2 separate regions of the Sus scrofa genome follow, and region 1 is linked to region 2. A link is a contact called in public HiChIP or PLAC-seq data. All regions are on one chromosome and are shown on one strand. The core of a region is the stretch at or near the end of the contact, and the rest is flanking DNA. Distances in the headings are between cores, read along the strand shown. Region 1 overlaps NCMAP (noncompact myelin-associated protein). Region 2 overlaps NIPAL3 (NIPA-like protein 3).

What was found. HiChIP or PLAC-seq counts read pairs in DNA pulled down with a chosen protein or histone mark.
Region 1: an H3K27ac HiChIP or PLAC-seq map of alveolar macrophages shows a contact between it and region 2. The contact joins two enhancer-like sites. A contact is called at or near these places in 4 of 47 Hi-C or Micro-C datasets (embryonic fibroblasts, fetal skeletal muscle, liver and 1 more) and 1 of 2 datasets of contacts at active chromatin or transcription factors (alveolar macrophages).

Annotation. Positions count from the first base shown.
Region 1 is chr6:82,277,550-82,284,213 of Sscrofa11.1, reverse strand. NCMAP (noncompact myelin-associated protein) reads right to left here. Exons shown (of 4, transcript XM_005665097.3): 4 at 327-3,398. The coding sequence ends at 3,257. Among named protein-coding and RNA genes, the nearest start is that of SRRM1, 28 kb to the left of the region's middle. Within about 2 kb of position 1,698, at least 10 of the 83 cell types and tissues checked have an H3K27ac peak or open chromatin away from gene starts, as enhancers often do. A contact at or near this core is called in alveolar macrophages, where this site is marked.
Region 2 is chr6:82,114,545-82,121,847 of Sscrofa11.1, reverse strand. NIPAL3 (NIPA-like protein 3) reads right to left here. Exons shown (of 12, transcript XM_003127700.6): 2 at 6,266-6,596. The coding sequence starts at 6,358. Among named protein-coding and RNA genes, the nearest start is that of NIPAL3, 6.7 kb to the right of the region's middle. Within about 2 kb of position 4,152, at least 3 of the 83 cell types and tissues checked have an H3K27ac peak or open chromatin away from gene starts, as enhancers often do. A contact at or near this core is called in alveolar macrophages, where this site is marked.

The DNA of each region.
Region 1 (6,664 bases), core at 449-2,948, 160 kb before region 2:
CTGCTCAGTTAGGAAAGGCACCTGTCAGAAACAAAATAATGACTAGGTCCCAAGATCCCTGTCTCAGGAGGCCAGCTGCAGACTCCTTGAGAGCAGGGACCAGAACTACTGTGTTTCTAGTGCCTCAACTGGCACCCAGGAGCCCTTAGAGGCTGTTTATTGAGTTATCTCTATTAGTTAAACACAAACCACTAACCTTTCTCTTTACCTCCCCCTCTTCCATCCATTTCTACACTTTCATTTAGCAAAAGAACTTAGTATAGAGAATGATTTCTCCAGTAATTCAAGGAAGATTCCAAGGTGGACAGAAGAGTTTGGTTTTAGGGCTAGAACATTCCAAACAACCTCAATTTTTTTTTTTTTTTTTTTTAGCAGAATACATTTGGGAAACATCTGTATTTGGGGCTTAAGTCCTTCAATGGCTTTGTCCCCTTGCTCCTTGGACCTAAGTGGTAAGGGAATGAAGCAGGAATCCTTAGCGCTTGAATGGATTTAGAAAAGAGACCCTTTGGCTACAACCATGGAAGCACAAGGGAGGCTACCAAAGTGGCTTTGCCCCACTTCCAGTGTGGACACTACACCCCTGACCTCACGCAGACCCAGGGATAAGCCTGTCTTCCTCTGGTTCAGCTCGCAAAAGAATCTGTTTCCTTTGAGCCAGGAGGTTAGGGAAGAGGGCACTGCAATAAGCATTTAAATGTATAATAAGAATATAAGACTTTTGAATCAAAGAGACCTGGATTTGAGTCTTGTCTTTGCAACTTACTAGCTGGGAGACTTTGGGCAAGTGCTTTCTCTCTTTGGGTTTAAAATTCTTGGCAAATGGGGAAAAAAAAAACCTCCCAGGGTTATCAGGAAAAATAAATCCCATGAGATAACTCATGGGAAAGCAGCTTGCAAAGTGTCTGGTGGATAGTTCAACAGAGGAGGGAGAAGAGATGTCTGGGGAAAAACAGTTTGTCAGTATTTCTCCAGACCTATTCAGGTAAGCTTTTTTTTTTTTTTTTTTTTAAGTGAGATGACGTGAGCCGTGTGACCCTGGGTCAGCCTCCTTATCTCCTGACCTTCAACTTTCTCAAAAGGGATTTCTTACCCCAAGAAGGAATTTACAGTTCCTAGAATTTACAATTAAATGATAAGAATGTGTAATTTTCTTTCTTTCTTTTCTTTTTAGGGCTACACCCTTGGCATATAGAAATTCCCAGGCTAGGGGTCTAATCTGAGCTGTAGCTGCCAGCCTATGCCACAGCCACAGCCATGCCAGATCTGAGCTGCATCTGTGACTTACACCACAGCTCACAACAACGCTGGATCCTTAACCCACAGAGTGAAGCCAGAGATCAAACCCACATCCTCATGGATATCAGTCGGGTTCATTACCACTGAGCCACAACGGGAACTCCAAGAATGCGTCACTTTCTATAATAGAATACAGATTTATTGCCTTGTTCCCAAGGTGACTTCAATCATAAAATGCACAATTGTTTAAAAATCAGCGGTTTTTTTGTTTGTTTGTTTGTTTTTTGTCTTTTTGCCTTTTCTTGAGCCGCTCCCGCAGCATATGGAGGTTCCCAGGCTAGGGGTCTAATCGGAGCCGTAGCTGCCAGCTTACACCAGAGCCACAGCAATGCAGGATCTGAGCTGTGTCTGCAAACCACACCACAGCTCACAGCAACACCAGATCCTTAATCCATTGAGCAAGACCAGGGATTGAACATGCAACCTCATGGTTCCTAGTCGATTTGTTAACCACTGCACCACAACAGGAACTCCAAATCAGCGTTTTGAGAGAGAAAAAAAAATACAATCTCATTAATGGACCCATCTATTTTAAGATATATTCTGATTTCAGAATCATTAAAATGGGAACAAGTGTATATCTTGCAATAGAAGAAATTTATAATAATAATGTTGGCTCCCATTTATAAAGCATCTACTGGGTGCCAGGCACTATTCAAGCAGCTTTGCTAAGTCCTTGACTTGTTACAGTCACCCAGTGGGGCAGATGTTATTCCTGTCTCATGCTTAGAAAACAATACGGGGGAGCTGAGTCACTTCCAAGGCCACACAACCAGGAAGTAGAGCTTGGGCGGCAGTTCTTCTTAATTGCAACCCTTTCGCTAGATTGTTTTCCAGGTGAAGGAGTCAAAGAGATGAGTCCCATCCAGAGAAATGGTGTGTGAATGTGGTACTTTGAATATATCCTGAATCTTTGCAAGGTGACTGGGAAGGGCAGAGGTAACACAAACAGAGCTGTAATCTAATCAGCCTCCAAATACTTGGACCTTGGAGGTAAGGTGATAACGGGAGATGGAGGATAGCTCAGAATCCAAATAGAGGGAAGCCGAGAAAGGAGACTGAGTCAAGGTGAAACCAGCCTTCCAGGGGAGAGGGAGGGGCCCTGAGCCGTCCTGAGGCTCAGTCCAGGCCCCCAAACACTGCAACAAGCTTTCAGCCTCAAGACCAGAAATCCTCAAGTCCACCCTATGCTTCTACTCTGACTCTACTAAATAAGTAGACACCTTTGGAGAATAATTCAGTTTTTCCCTCTTTTCTTTTTTCTTTCTCTCTTCTTTAAAATATTCTTGGCCACACTGTAGCATGAGGGAGTTCCGGGGCCAGGGAGGGAACTCGTGCCATAGCAGTGACAACGCTGGATCCTTAACCCACTGCACCACCTGGGAACTCCCCCATAAACTTTCCTAGAGGAAAAATGTGCTGACCAATTGTCGTGAGCTCAACAGCAGTCATTTAGTACCAGAACAAGTTATAAATTAACAAATTGGTTTTTTGATTAGTTAATCCAAGTTAGTTCCCCTGTGCTGGATTATGGGATTGAATATTTGCTCTGCAAAACTGTGGATGTGGCCCTTCCTCTGATGTGACCCCAGGGCAGACTCTCTCAGGAGCACCCCCTGACTTCTGCCTGTCTGTCTGTCTAGCTATTGTGCTTGGGGGAGGGGAACAGCCAAACCCCACATCAGTGGATCCCCATCATAGCTCTATCACCTCATCAGACGGCAAAAGAATATTCCACAGCTTTTGGGAAGGGTGGCAGGAGGAATATGGACACAGTTGGGGGTGGGGCAGTACAGGATGGGGTTGAGGGTTGCCTAAAGCATCAGGGATTGCATAAGAGAGGCCCCCGTTGACCTGACCAGAAGCAACTCAGAGTGAAGCTGCCAGAGGAGAAATGTGCTCCGTGGTCTTGACTGAAGGCTCTTTGGACAGTGGCCAAGACAGTGCCCAGTGGGGGTCACCGAGTCTCCACGTGGACGTCAACAGGGCTGAAGGTCACAGTTGCAGGGTGTTGGCTGCTGTTGCCGTTTCGACCCAGGGCAGCAGGGGAGGCTGGCCTGGGGCTCTTGGGCTCCAGCTCCCGTCTTATCCTCATTTTCCTGTAACGAGATGCACACGCATGGCTGAGTTGTCCCCTTTGCGTCCCTGGGGAGTGGGCTCTGGGACTATAGCTCTGGCAAGGAGATTCATTTAGATCATCAGTAAATCATGTTGCTTGATTGCCACCACAGGGTTTTACAACTGGAAGGGACCTGAGACATCAGACAATCTGGTCCTTCAGTCTTTCGTTTAACCTAGATTAGATACTTGATTTTAATTCTTCTTATTAATGAAGGAGTAAAGTGACTATCTTTTCTTTCTTTTTTTTTTTTTGGCTGTGCCCTTGGTAGTTCCCTGGCCAGGGATCAAACCTGAACCACAGCAGCAAGCCAAAGTGCTGGAGTGACAATGCTGGATCCTCTTTTTTCTTTTCTTTCTTTTTTTAAATTTTAATTTAATTTAATTTTATATATATATTTTTTCCATTATAGCTGGTTTACAGTGTTCAGTCAATTTTCTACTGTACAGTATGGTGACCCCGTTGAACATACATGTATACAATCTTTTTCTCACATTCTCATGCTCCATCATAAGTGACTAGACATAGTTCCCAGTGCTATACAGCAGGATCTTTCTTTTTTTTAAATTAAGGTATAGTTGATTTGCAGTGTTGTTCAAATTCTGCTGTACAGCAAAGTGACTCAGTCATATGTATATATACACATTCTTTTCTTTTTTCTTTTTTTGTCCTTTCAGGGCCGCACCCATGGCATGTGGAGGTTCCCAGGCTGGGGTCAAACCGGAGCCACGGCTGCCGGCCTACACCAGAGCCACAGCAACATGGGACCTGAGCCACGTCTGCCACCTACACCACAGCTCACAGCAACCCCGGATGCTTAACCCACTGAGCGGGGCCAGGATCAAACCTGCGTCCTCATGTGTACTAGTCAGATTCGTTTCCATTGAGCCATGATGGGAACTCCCTAAAACATATGTCTTTGCTTTCACTTCATATGCCGTAAAATTCAATAGCTAACGGCAACCAATAATTCTAATGTCTACATGAAATTTCATCCTGTTGATCTATCATAATTTTTTTTCTTTTTGGTCTTTTTAGGGTTGCACCCACGTCATGTGGAAGTTCCCAGGCCAGGGGTTGAATCAGAGCTATAGCTGCCTGCAGTCACAGCAACACCAAATCCAAACCACATCTTCGACATACACCACAGCTTAAGGCAATACCAGATCCTTAACTCACTGAGTGAGGCCAGGGATAGAACCTGTGTCTTCATGGATGCTAGTCAGATTTCTTTCCACTGAACCATAATGGGAACCCCCCCCCCTTTTTTAATTCATCACATTTGTGGCATGTGGAAGTTCCCGGACCAGGGATCAAACCCACATCACAGCAGTGACCTGATCTGCTGCAGTGACAATGCCAGATCTTTAACCTGCTGTGCCAAAAGGGAACTCCCTTCTTTTTTCAAAATGTCAGAGCCTCAGAATTGCACGAATAGTGCAATTAATACCTGAATACCCTTCTCTGAATGACTTGCCATGTTTGCTTTCTTTCTCTTTCTCTCCTCATTTACACACACTCACACACACACACACACACACACACACACACACACACACGAGTTGGGTTTTGTTTTGTTTTTGTCTTTTTGCCTTTTCTAGGGCCGCTCCCACAGCACATAGAGGTTCCCAGGCTAGAGGTCGAATAGGAGCTGTAGCCACCTGCCTCCGCCAGAGCCACAGCAATGCCAGATCCAAGCCGCATCTGTGACCTACACCATAGCTCATGGCAATGCCAGATCCTTAACCCACTGAGCAAGGTCAGGGGTTGAACCCACAACCTCATGGTTCCTAGTCGGATTCATTAACCACTGAGCCACGACAGGAACTCCTTTTTGCTGTTTTCTGTTTTTAAATTATGAATCATTTGTGGGTTAGTTGCAGACATCATGACATTTCATTTAAATACTCCTAGGAACAATAGCATTCTTCAATATAACTATGACACAATTGTCACACTTGAGACTCTTCTATTTAATTTTAATTAATTAATTAATTAATTTTGTCTTTTTGCCTTTTTTAGGGCTGCTTCCCACGCATATGGAGGTTCCCAGGCTAGGGGTCTAATCGGAGCCGTAGCCGCTGGCCTACACCACAGCCACAGCAACTCAGAATCCGAGCCGAGTCTGCGACCTACACCACGGCTCAGGGCAATGCCAGATCCTCAACCCACTGAGCAAGGCCAGGGATCAAACCCACAACCTCATGGTTCCTGGCCGGATTTGTTAACCATTGGGCCACGACAGGAACTCCTTAATTTTATTTTTTATTTTTGGGTTTTTTTCTTTTCATCTTTTTTTTTCCCATTCTTTTTCAGAGTCTTTTCCCATATAGATTACCACAGAATATTGGGTAGAATTCTGTGCTATTCAGCAGGTGTCCACTGGCCAGTCATTCCATATACCACAGTGTGCATATGCCAATCCCCAAACCCCATTTAATCCCTCCCCCAATCTGTCATTTATTTCTTTATGTATGTATGTATTTTTTTCTTTTTTCTTTTTAGGGCCATACCTGTGGCACATGGAAGTTCCTGGGCTGGGGTCATATTGGAGCTGCAGCTGCTGGCCTACACCACAGCCACAGCAACTCGGGATCCAAGCCGTATCTGTGACCTACACCACAGCTTGCAGCAAGGCCAGATCCTTAATCCACTGAGTGAGGCCAGGGATTGAACCCATATCCTCCTGGATACTAGCTGGATTCTTAACCTGCTTAACCACAATGGAAGCTCCCTTATTTTTCTTTTTTACTTTTTAATTTTTTTCAGCTGTGCCTGTGGCACCCAAAGTTCCCAGGCCAGGGATTGACCCCCAGCCATAGCAGTGACAATGCCAAATCCTTACTTGCTAGGCCACCAGCGAACTCTGAGATCCTTCTATTTCAAAGATGATAAAATTGAAGCACAGACAAGTTACATGACTTGCTTGCTTTTGACAGACCAAAGGCTGAACCCAGGTCTCTCATTTTGTAAGCCAGGCATCACTGTAAACCAGATGGGGTGAGTGGAGTATCCACTCAGATTACAACATAGAAAAGGGGTGCAGAGCTCCAGCAATGATGGAGAGGAATGGCCAGTAGACATTGGGGTCTGATGCTACTTCCTAGTTTGGAATAGACCAAAGCTGTGATGGCTCAAAGATTTAGAAAAATCATATATGGAGGTTCCTGTTGTGGCTCAGCAGATTACAAACCCGACTAGCCTCCATGAGGATGAGGGTTCGATCTCTGACCTCGCTCAGTGGGT
Region 2 (7,303 bases), core at 2,903-5,402:
AGCCCTAAAAAGCACACACACACACACAAAGGCTGGATTTATGGAACACTTTATATATACATATATTTGCGTGTGACATTGATGCTAACTAAGCTAAGCTCTTTCTATGCATCACCTCTGGGCTGCAAACAATGCTATGAAGTGGGTACTATGATAAGTCCTACGTTTAGCACACAAATTGGAAGGAGTTCAGAGAGGAACATGGGAAGGCTCAGAGAAGTGAAATAACCTGCCTGAGGTGAGGGTGGGAGGACCTGAAACTAGAGGTCTGACTTCCAGTTTCCTCACGGGAATCAGTCCTCCACACTGTCTCCCACTATGTTCTCTGCCGTGTCCTTCAAAGGTGGCAACATAACTTAGGAAAGAGAGACACCTACCTTATAAAGGCGACAGTCCCGATAATGACACAGGCAGCCGAGGTGGTTTCTTTTGAAAGCCACTTCCACAAGCATATTAATCCCCACACATAACAACTGGCTACAGACAGACTCGGTGAGTCACAGCACAATGGAACTTAATGCCCTTTCATCCAAGGGCTTCAAAGGGCTTCGTCAACACTAATTATGCCCCCAAACCCTTGTGAAGCGGTGACTGGTTCAATTTTAGGAGCATTCAGTCACATATAGAAGTTGCCAGCAGCCCAGAGGTTACACAATTCCAACACACACCTACCAGCCCCCCTCAAGTGCCCAGTGGAGGGCAATTCAGAGTTGAGTGACAATCTGAAGAGCTCCTAACATCAAGTTCCTTCTCCAAACTCAGCACTGGAAACTGAGATGGTGGCATCCAGGTCTGCTGGCAGGGAAGGAGGAGAAGGAGGACGCTGGGCGCCTCCACCACTGGACACCCCCGGGAGCTTTCCCATCCCACCGCGCTCCACTTTTCACTGAGGACCCATCCCTGGTGTTTTCATCAACATTATTCAAAGTGCTAAGTGCTCCTGGAGCTCCCATTGTGGCTCAGTGATAACGAACCCAACTAGTATCCGAATGAGGATGCTGGTTCAATCCCTGGCCTTGCTCAGTAGGTTAAGGATTCGGTGTTGCCGTGAGCTGTGCTGTAGGTTGCAGACGCAGCTTGGATCCTGCATTGCTGTGGCTGTCGTATAGGCTGGCAGTTGCAGCTCCGATTCGACCCCAGGCCCGGAACTTCCATATGCCGCAGGTGCAGCCCTAAAATGCAAAAAAAAAAAAAAAAAAAAAAAAAAGTTAAGTGCTCTTAAGTCCAAGTGGACGACTAACCCAGAAGAGGGATTTGACCTTGGGATCAGTGACTCTCTGCTTTATGGGAGAAAAAAAGATGCAGGAGGAAATACGGGTGCTCCCACCAAAGGGCAGGGCCCAAACACCAAAGGGGAGGGGACAGTGAACCCAAAGTCACTTCCCTCTCTGCTTCAGCTTGCCATATAGACTTGGCAGTCCTACCTCTGCCACTCCCTGCTGTATGGCTTCAGGGGGTTACCTGAACTCTCTGAGCCTCAGCTTCCCCTCTGAAAAATGGAGCTGACTGTAAACCCTCCTAGGATTGTCGTATTATATGAAATAAGGGACATGCTGAAATATCACCTGACATGAAATATCACCTGATATGTAATAAATATTAAAACAATTCTAACTGCTACTATTATTACTTTCATAATTTTCTTTTTTCTTTTTCTTTTTACAGCTGTACCTGTGTTATACGGAAGTTCCCAGGTTAGGGGTCAAATCGGAGCTGTAGCTGCAATCTTATGCCACAGCTTCAGCAACAATGCATCTGAGCCACATCTGCAATGTACATGGCAATCTACATGGCAACTTGCGGCAATGCTGTATCCTTAACCCAGTAAATGAGGCCCGGGATCAAACCTGCATCCTCACAGACACCATGTCAGGCTCTCAACCCACTGAGCCACAGTGGGAACTCCATAATTTCCTTTTTTTTTTTTTTTTTTTTTGGTCTTTTTAGGGCTGCACCTGCAGCATATGTAAGTTCCCGGGATAGGGGTTAAATCAGAGTTGCAGCTGCCAGCCACAGCCACAGCATCACCACATCCGAGCCACATCTGTGACCTATACTGTAGCTCATGGCAATGCTGGATCCTTAACCTACTTAGTGATGCCAGGCATCAAACCCACATCCTCACGGATACTAGCTGGGCTCGTTCCCCCTGAGCCACAACAGGAACTCCCCTAATTTTCATTTGTATCATCATTAGCAACAGCTCTAAGGACCCTTCCGGCTCCAATGTTCTCTGACCCAAAAAGTGATCTTTCACTAGCTGCAACTCTGAGAGAAAAGAAATCATTCTCAGAAAAGCAGTCAGAGGTCACAGAGGCAGGAAACCTTGCTTGGATGTGGGAAAGCCTGGCTCAGATCTGCTCCACTGTCTGCTTTACATCTACCAACAACTGCCCCCTATTTAAATTCTATGGTGACACAACTGGCATCGCTTGCTACTAAAACTGACTTTCCACAGTCCCTTGGGCTTAAAACGACTAAGAGGTAAGTATAAACTGCATTCTGGCTTGCTTTGAGGGTTACGCATATTCAAATGCAAGGGATGCCACAGGCTGGCTAACAGGCTCAGCTACACCTGTAACCTGGCTTGGCTTCCCTGATGTTTACCTTCCTCATCAGGTGAGGCATAACCTTCTGCATGACTGCCATTTCAACACTTACTAACCAGTGTGGGGAGAGAAGGGGCCCTGCAGGGTGGCACAAGGTAGGCAGCAGGGAGGGGTGGATAAAACCAAGGCCTTTGGCAGTGCACAGACTAGATTCAACTTCCAGTTTTACTACCCATTGACGGTGTGACCTTGGGCAAGTTAATTAACCTCTCTGTGCGTTTCCTCATTTGTAAAATGGGGATAGCATAATACCAACCTTATGGGGCTTTTGCGAGGATTAACACAGTCCCTGTCGCAATAAACACAGCTACTGTTAGCTGCTATGATGATGATGGTGATGATCACAGCAACTGCGAATTGGCTATAAAAGTGTGGATAAAGGACCTATATTTTCCTGCCAGGAAGACTGACAAAGGCTTCATGGAAAAGGGGATATCTGAGCTGGAGCTAGAAGGGTGGGTAGGATTTCCACAGGCCCAAGACAGGGGATGGTGCTGGCAGCTTCGGTTTCCTTATCTGTAAATTCAGGTATCCTCATGACCACCCCATGGGGTGGACTTAATACTGACCTGCAGAGGAAGTGCATTAGGGAAACCAAGTTATCACGCCGCAGTGACAGAGCTGGCAGCAGAAGCCAGGTCTCTCTGATTCCAAAGGCTGTGCTCTTAACAGCTGTATCTCTCTTTTGGAGCCAAATTCTGTCCTGAAGATAGTCACTTGTGGAAATGGCTTCCTCACCTCCCTCCCAGATTTCTTCGGGGAGGTGATATCTCAATTATCATACAGTTCCTGCCCCACCCATCACAGGCAGGTGACACAGCAGGTGCTCAGGTGACATGCCTATTTGCTAAATAGAAGAACTGAGGCCTGACGCTTGCAGGCTGAGGCAAAGCCTTCAGTGTCAGGGATCCGTGGGGATGCTGCCTCCCGGGCAGTTCAACCTGTTGTCTCTCTTTCACAGACCACCCTCCCCCAACAACCAAGATACAAAGTTTTTGTACATTCTGATGCCCAAGTTGTAACATCAGAATCCCTTCCCTGCTGGGTAGGGCAGAAGGCAGGGCTGCAACTCACAGCAAACTGCTTATTTCTTAACAAATGCACCCTGACCAAGCTGGTCTTGGAGCCTCTTAAGGTTTTCCCCAAAGGTAAGAGATGACTTTGGGGCAGCCTGCCCAGCCACAAGCCCATAGTGTGGAGGATGAGAAACCATGCTGTTTTGCAGAGGTTGGTGGGGGGGGACCCCAACCCAGCCACCAGTGATTGGACCAATGCCAACACCTGACCCAAGCTGGGCCAATCATCTGCTCCTTCTTTTTCAGGTGAGGGTAAGAGTTCTAGCACCTTTCAGGCACCACTGCCCATCCCGCCCCTGGGGTCCTGTGGCCTTATGATAATTTTCCCTTCTGCTTCAGCTTCCCTGAAATGGATTTTTATTCCGTGCAACCAGAATAGCCACAACATAGTCAAGGAGGAAGGAGAGAGCTTCCCCATAGAACCCCCTTCCCCTACCCCGAGGCTTCTTTCTGCTCTGGGTAACTTCATTTGTTCCTGTTTGTAACTATGGGACATTTCTGAGTCAAGCAGTGAGTCAAGCCCCTCCTGCATCCTAGCTCTGGGCTAGGCACTTTTTTACAGATCTCCGCATCCCTGGAGGGATAAGGGATGGAAGGAGGTCTTACTACCACCATCCGACCCATAACAGAAGCTCTGAGGGTTAGCCAAGCCCTAGGTCCAAGGTCACTTAGCTAGGTAGCAGCAGAGTAGGGATTTGAGGCCTGGTCTTCTTCCCTTTGTCAGCTTATCACCCTTTGTTCAGCTGCCTGTCTGCCACCTCAATTCTTAAGTTCTTGGTACAGTCAGTCTAACTCATTTATCTTTGCTTTGGGACAAAAATCTTTCTGTAATAAGTAACTGAATGAAATCTGTGATTAACACAGAAACTTATTAGAAACATCATAAGGGAGAGCGTTCTGTATTTTCTTAGATTCTGTGTTTGGCTATTTGGCACCATTCACCACGGGGCCAATTATACCAACTATATGTTCCATTTTCCTGATGCTCTGGCATCTGTGACCTCACTGGTTGGGGAAAGACCGCCTCTCACAGGGCTACCAATTCTTTGTGGGTTTTTTTTTTTTTTTTTTTTTTTTTTTTTTTGCTTTTTAGGGCTGCATCTGTGGCATACAGAGATTCCAGGCTAGGGGTCAAATTGGAGCTACAGCTGCCGGCCTACACCACAGTCACAGCAACATCAGATATGAGCATGTCTGTGACCTACTCCACAGCTCACAGCAATGCCGGATCCTTAACCCACTGAGCAAGGCCAGGGATCAAACTTGCAACCTCATGGTTACCAGTCAGATTTGTTTCTGCTGCACCACAATGGGAAGGGGCTACCCAATTCTTAGAGACAGCAAAGGGGCACGCATTCTGGGCTGTTCACTGCAGCCCTCTATACAGTCACCCCAGATTACAAACAACCTAAACATTCAACGATGGGAGGAAGGTCCAACAAATTTTGATACAGCAGCTCAAGGGATTACTGGGCAACCAAGCAGAAAGCACGCTTGCAATCACTACTCAATGACACGGGGAACTAGTACACAAATGAGGTTAAGTAAAACAACCAAGACACCAAACTTTCTGTACAATCTGATCCCAAATTTGTAAAACCGGAAAAGACTAGGAAGGAAATACACTGAAATATGAACAACTGTATGTTGTAATGGAGCAGGTGATTTTTTAAAAAAATCAAATCTTCTAAGTAGAAATGAATTCCTTTGAAAATATTTCTCTACTTTGGAGTTACCGTTGTGGCTTCGTGGCTTATGAACCCAACTAGTATCCACAAGGATGCGGGTTCCATCCCTGGCCCCAGTTAGTGGGTTAAAGATCTCTACTTTCCTATTTTGATGTATTTTGGGAAATGGCTTGACATGGGATCTCAGTTCCCAGACCAGGGGTTGAACCTGGGCTGCAGAGGCGGAAGTGCTGAGTCCTAACCACTAGTCCATCAGAATTCCCTACTATTTATTTATTTATTTATTGTCTTTTTGCCATTTCTTGGGCCTCTCCTGCAGCATATGGAGGTTCCCAGGCTAGGGGTCCAATTGGAGCTGTAGCCGCTGGCCTATGCCAGAGCCACAGCCAACGCGGGATCCGAGCCGCGTCTGCAACCTACACCACAGCTCACGGCAACGCCGGATCTTTAACCCACTGAGCAAGGCCAGGGATCGAACCCGCAACCTCATGGTTCCTAGTCGGATTCGTTAATCACTGCGCCATGACGGGAACTCCAGAATTCCCTATTTTTTAATTTTGATTTTTCATTTATTTTATTGGCCATGCCTGTGCATGCGGAAGTTCTCAGGCCAGAGACTGAACCTGCGCTATAGCTGTGACCCAAGCCATAACAGTGACAACACTGGATCCTTAACCACGAGGCCACCAGGGAACTCCAGGGATCTCCCTATTTTGATGTATTTTGATGAATATTTTTATTACACACACTCTTGTTGGTGTGGAGGGTCTGCTTGTCTCTACCAGCAATAAGCATGCAGACCCTGGACACGTCTGTTAGTCAAGGCTGCACAGTGTTACTTTCTTGTTAGAAAAATAAAAAATGCCCAAACCCCCCAAATAAAAGCTCTTGCCTTGTAGGAGAAGGAAGCCTCACTCACGGGGTCAGCGCTGCTCGTGGGTGGGAGCTGCTGCAGCTGCAGGGCTGCGCTGTGGGCTCCGTCCATAGTGGCCTAAGGGCACATCCCACCAGGCCTGCTCAGGAGCTGGAGCGGCTGCTAAGCCATCCTTCCCACCAGGGGTTCACCTCCTTCCACCGGCCGTCGCTTCTCAAGCCAAAAGAGCGCTGCAAGCTTCCTTTGGTTGATTTACAGCTGTTTCCTCATCTTCACTCACAGAAGGGCCAGTGTCTAGGTCTCTTCCCAGGCAGACAGACAGGGATACGTTCCCAATTCTTGCGGTGTTCTAGGGGGTGGGGAAAAACATTAAAAATGCACAAACAAGGAAACTCCAAGCCTGAGAAGAGAATACTATTAGGACAAAGCACAAACTGCTATGAAAAGTGAGCCTTTTTTTTTTTTTTTGGCCACACCCACGACATATGGAAGTTCCCGGGACAGGGATTATAGGTGAGCCTCCTCCTCGACCCGAGGCTGCAGAGACAACGCCGGATCCTTAACCCACTGTGCCACGGAAGGAACTCCTGAAGCAAGGCTATTTTAAAAATTACGTCATGCCTTGGCCCCTCAATGAAGATATGGTTCATCTATCTCAAAACCTTTTCTCTTGGCCCTTAAAAATTCCCTTTCCTCTTCTCCTTTGCCGCCTTCTTTTTTTTTCAGTTTTTTTTTTTTTTGCTTTACTTATTTATTTATTTTTATTAGAGTATAGTCGATTTACAATGTTGTGTCAATTTCTGCTGTACAGCACAGTGACCCAGTCAGACATATATATATTCTTTTTCTCATACTACCTTCCATCATGTTCTATTCCAAGAGAAGGGATGTAGTTCCCCGTGCTACACAGCAGGACTTCATTGCTTATCCATTCTAAATGGAAGAGTTTGCCTCTCCCAATCCCAAATTCCTCCCCACGTCCATCCCCTCTCCCCACTGACAACCACAAGTCTGCTCTCCATGTGCATGGTCTGTTTCTGTTTTGCAGATGGGAGC